Linked DNA regions of Mus musculus: region 2 is linked to region 1. The links are chromatin contacts, called in public Hi-C maps. All regions are on one chromosome and are shown on one strand. The core of a region is the stretch at or near the end of the contact, and the rest is flanking DNA. Distances in the headings are between cores, read along the strand shown.

The links. A called contact is a pair of places that touch in the nucleus more often than the background predicts.
Region 2: a Hi-C map of liver shows a contact between it and region 1, with 2.1 times the contacts expected there. The contact joins two enhancer-like sites. A contact is called at or near these places in 1 of 484 Hi-C or Micro-C datasets (liver) and 1 of 115 datasets of contacts at active chromatin or transcription factors (hepatocytes).

Annotation. Positions count from the first base shown.
Region 1 is chr10:28,096,462-28,099,161 of GRCm38.p6, forward strand. All of the region lies in intron 1 of Ptprk (protein tyrosine phosphatase, receptor type, K), which reads left to right. Among named protein-coding and RNA genes, the nearest start is that of Ptprk, 23 kb to the left of the region's middle. Within about 2 kb of position 1,375, at least 18 of the 459 cell types and tissues checked have an H3K27ac peak or open chromatin away from gene starts, as enhancers often do. A contact at or near this core is called in liver, where this site is marked.
Region 2 is chr10:28,452,834-28,455,533 of GRCm38.p6, forward strand. The region is part of intron 7 of Ptprk (protein tyrosine phosphatase, receptor type, K); the gene reads left to right. Among named protein-coding and RNA genes, the nearest start is that of Themis, 210 kb to the right of the region's middle. Within about 2 kb of position 1,393, at least 2 of the 459 cell types and tissues checked have an H3K27ac peak or open chromatin away from gene starts, as enhancers often do. A contact at or near this core is called in liver, where this site is marked.

The DNA of each region.
Region 1 (2,700 bases), core at 125-2,624:
TATATATATATCTTTTTATGTTTCTTTGATTCTTTGAGTCTAGCACTAGTCTAGTGCTTTATGGCCCTCAGCTTGGTAGCTTCAGATTCCCTGGAAATTACTTTTTGTTAATGTTGGACTCAATTCAGTCGGGGAAAGTACTAGAAAAGAATATCCCAAAAATAGTAAAAATAGCCTAACTGTGCCCCTTCTAGAGGGCAAGCATTGCTGTGTGAAATTTTAATTGAGTGCAGAAATCTGTCTTATGTCTGTATACTGGGCAAGAGTGTGGAATGAAGAGTTAACCGTGGCTATCCCTAATGTGGGAGCGCTGTGGCACTCTTCCACCCAATGCTTACTACAATCCCAGGAGGTAACTGGTCATAGACATCATAGTCTGTATGCTCCATTGTATTGTGGCATGTCAGTGGACCATAAAAAGCACAGGATGCTTGCTCAGTTTAGCAATGACTTTTTGGGTTTGGGAATACTTTAAATATCACAACTTTCTTAAAAAAAAAAAACAGCTAGTCAATTAGTGTTTGAAGACCCTAAGATCAAGTCATAGCAATAATAATGCCTCCCACCTTTGTGTATCTCTGAATTGAATGCTTAGGCGCAAGTCACGTACGTGCTTTACGCAGAACATACTTTTTGAACTGGAAAAGGCTGATAGAAATGTAAGGTATTCTCATTGCAAAGACTTGCTGCTTGGCTTCGCCAAATACTAATTGACTATCAGCTTTAACTCGGGAAGGTGGCTTAAGGCTCTTCTAGTATTTCCAGGTCTAGAGATCTACAAGTCAATGCTTTTTAGTAGTGGGGATAACTCCAGGAGAACATTTATATATCATTTCATTTCTTGGTTGTGACAGGATATAGGAGAAGTAAAGGGAGCTTCTTTCTTCTTATGTCCCCCTTTTCTTTCGGTGCCACACCTGACAAACTAACAGCAGCAGGCAGATGTCCCATGGATAGACCGAATGGAGCTCACCAGTCACATTTGTCTTCAAACTACCATTGCTTTTTAACATAACAAAATATTTCAAAAATTAAAACAAAGAAAACCTACCTATTTCTATCTAGGCATGTAGTGAAACATTTTGATATAGTATGTGCAATTTATAGTCCCTCTTTGTCCTAACTCAAGGATATGGCAATTATATTTGCATTTGGCATCACTTCATAATTCAGAATGCATCTTGAAGGCAGAGAGTTCTGGCCATTATCATACGGAGCTATTTCCCAGCATTTAAATGACGGGCTGCAGGGATGCCTGCGGTCTTCAGCAACCCCTTAGCCTGGTCTTGCTACAAGTGCAGGAGGGTGTCGGGAGGGTGTCGGGATACAAATGAGGCAAAGGAAGGGCTCCTGGCCAAGTGTTGTTTATTGAACTGAGTAAATGTTTCTTCCGTGGATCAAGGGAGCTGGTTAGTGTAAATGGGCAATGAAAGCCAGCATACTTCCAAGACCGGAAGTCTCTCTTTATACATCTCTTTATATGCAGGTCCCCAAGCTCTTCAGGTTGGAAAGGCCACTTGTTTGAAGCTACAAATTGGTCACAGTTTGAAAGCCAGCAAGCTGGGACTGGAAGCACCGCTTAGATTTGTCTTTTGAACTGTTGATGAGAGGAGTGTGTTAAACTGAAAGGACCATTACAGGTCCCTGAGATTTATTTAATTCCCTCAGTAATGAGCCATTTTTATGTTCTTTAAAACCATGGTTAGAAACAGTTTATTGATCACAAATCATTCAGACTTGTTCATGAGAAGAATTCTGTAGGGGACATACATTAATCAACATGTTTCCTAACATATAGCGTACGGCGAGGGTGAGGACAGAATGTTTCGAAATATAAAGACCATGTTCATTTACATTTTTCCTGCAATTCAGATTTTTAAGGTGGTTCCCAGGCACCCCAGTCGTCTTCCTGCCGTGACTATGTGACTTTGAGGGATCTATGTTAGCTGCTTACCATGGTAAGGAGGGAGAGTAAATAAAACTCCAACCTTTGAGGTTGCAGCTTTGATGAGAGGTTGCTTAAACTCAGACCGAGATGAAGAGAACAGGGCTTGCACTGTATGGATCTATTAATATTAAGAGGATAAAGGGAGGAATGATGGAATAAAATATGAGTGGCATAAAGTGACATCAGCCAGAAGAGGAAGGCAAGGCTTTTAAATGCATGACTCTCATTGATGTTTGCTTGATTGAAATGTGACTTTGAGGTTTATTCATTTCAAACCAAGATGCAAGTACGTATTTCAGTCTTACTTAGGTAGGTTTCTTTTTCTTTTCTTTCTTTCTTTTTAATTTATTATTATTATTATTATTATTATTATTATTATTATTTTGGCACCGCACATAGCCAGTCATAGTAAAATTAAATTTACTTAAAAAATGATGGTTCACTTTCATGTCGTATATTCCCTAAACTCCCTGTCACGATCAAACTATTAAGCAGTATTTTGCCATGGCTTGTATATACATTAAAAACAAACAAAAAGAACAAAAGCCCCCCAAACTCCGAGGTTAAACCTTAACTGCCTGTGAAATAGAATCTGGTCATCTCTAATTTTGACAATGGACTTGTGGCAATATCATAAATGATTAACCAAATACCATTGTGTCTGTAGGAGGGCTGTGGCTTAGAGCTACCTTGTCTTCAGTTTTTTTTTCCTTTGAGGTGTTATCTTTCTCAGTTGATAACTAACCTTGTGT
Region 2 (2,700 bases), core at 143-2,642, 360 kb after region 1:
TGTTATATGCAAACTGATTCCTAAGCTATCCTCTAACTCACTGTGTGTTTGGGCTGCACAGGCAAGAGGGCAAGTTTTTTGTTTTGTTTTTGTTTTAACCAGTGAAGATCTTTGACAACCAGCATCACTACCCTAGTTATTTTAGGATATATGTAATATGTACTAACACATAAAAGTGAGGACACTTGTACTGTGCCACAATCATAAGCAGGCTGGTAAAACCTACATGCAACAACCAATGGGAAATGACCCCAGGAGTAAGAGAGCTTGATTGACAGTAAACTCCTGGTAAACAGTAATGATGCAGGCTCCAATTAGAGAACTAACTTTTAAGTCTCTGTGCCAAAGAAAAAGAAATTTAATGTGCATTTAATGGCACCATCTGTTCTACAATGTGACCTAAAAACCAATTGTTTATAAATTAAGCTCAGTTTATGTAGAACATCTCATTTCTGAGCTAGATTATCAAGTAATCTAAGATAGCAATTCTTCCCATATTCTGAACGTACCATCCACTGACTTCCAGCACTTTTTCTTTCTACCTTGAAGAAGTCGATTTTGATAAGTATTATGTTCATATCCCTATGATTTCCTGATACTTCCTTTAAAGGGAAAATTGCTTCAAGTTGTTATGTTGACTGGTTTCTTGTTCTGGTGAATCTTATTTTCTCACTGATAATTAAAAATGAAAATACTTGAAGGTTAAAACAAAAACAAAAAACAAAAGGCTGTTCATAACATGTGCCATGAGGAAGTGTCTAAACTCTTTTCAAATGCCCATCTTAAGTGTATCCTTCTTCCTTTCCTTTGTTTTCCACCGTTGTTTCTAGTGGGGGACAGGGGTGCCCAGCCAGTCCTTTCCTGCCAATCTGTGTCTCCCAGGAGCTTACCATCTTGTTGCTCACCTTGGAATCTTCATCCTGCTTCTCAGCCCCATATTGACTGCTCTAAGAAAATGGCCTCTCAGGTTTTTTCATCCCATAACTAAATTCAGATATAGTTTTTATAGGTAGTTTTTAATGTTAGTAAGAAAAACATCCAAACAGCAAACATTGGGAATCTCATGTTTCAGGAACTTGCTGGTAGCCAAAAGTCATGCATTCCTTCAGCCAAGTGTTTTCCAGCCCAAGGCATGGTGGTTCAGGGGATACAAATGATGAACATAAGTAAGTAAAAAGTGTATGATTTTAGATGGTAAAAACTCCACAGGAGAAGAAAAAAAACCATAAAGGTAAATGGATAATGGATTTTAAACAAGGTGGTCAAGAAAACCACCTTCATCAGAGAGGCATTTGAATGTCGTCCTGACAACTGAGTCAAGTGGATAGTAGAATACTTTCCAGGCAGAGAAGTGCAAGATTGAATGCCCTGCTTTAGGCAAGAGAGGAGTCTGTTATGTTCACACAGTGTGAGCAAAAGTCAGACCTGAGGAGAAAGGCCACCATCACTATGTGTGGGGTGGAAGGGAGCCCGAAGACTCTTTTCCCCTGGCTTAGTAGGTAGTCACTGGAGGTTGTATACTCCATCGTGATATGATATTTCTGGTATATACAACATCATATAAAGACCCTTATCTAGATACAAGATATAATTTGTTTAACTGTTGAAAAATACTTATTTTTCAAGGAAAAAATTAAAATGGTAATTGTACCGTACAGGTGGGAAAGTAAACTTTTAGAGTTAGTTGAAAATATTAGCCTCGCCTAATAGTTACTAATGTTTGTTCTACATTGCATCAGAATTTAAGATACTGGACATAGATAATACAGCAGTGTTACATTGGTTTTTGAGGTAACTGTATTACGAAACAGCTTTGCTTACAGATTTAATAATCAGTTCATTATTTATTATCTTTAAGATAACCATAGTTACTTTAAAGCAATGTTATCCTTCCAGTATTTCAAGAGACCATGAATCTTCAGTTTTAACATGGGCTCGGATCTGCCAGGTAGAAGTTAAAGAGTTCATTATTCTTCTCACTGTCAATTTCCTAATTTACAAATGAGCTGAAGCAATTAATGCTTGCAGGTTGCCTGTATTAATTACAGTCTCAAGCAGATTTGTGAGCAATTTTGCAATTCTTTTTGTCACATTTTCTCTGTGTTTACTATCTCAGATTGATGCTTGTTGACACACTGATTCATGTTTTGGTGAGCTAGATAAGTTTTATTCATCTGGAGGAATGAGTATAAAGAGGTCAGATCCTATAAACAAGCGAACGTTTCTAGTGTGTGCAGGCCATATATCTAGTTTTAATTTAATCTTTGAAAATGTCGAGGGATTTCTGCAGCTAAGCTGTACAAATCGATAAAATTTATAATCAAGGCTGTCTAATCTCTAAACCTAATATAAAACCTCACAGCTATTGATTATTTGTGAAGGATCCGCAAGCTGTTAATCATGCATGAAAGCGCAGAATAAATGGCGGCTTCAGAAAAGGAAATGGACTAGGAATCACTGGCTCCATAGCCCTTATCTTTCTTCTAGCACCCCGAAGCAAGCACGCAGCCAGGCATTTGTGTTTTATGAAATCAAGCTGTGTGCTAAAGTGCTTCAACGGCTGTGATCACCTTTGAAGTTTCTTGTCCACTCTAGCTTTTTTGTATAATAACTCAGAAGTCTCTTTTCCCCAGATATGGGATTGGTGCAGTCCAGTGTCTTTGATCAATTTCTAGAAGGAGTGGAAGAATAGTGCGTTGT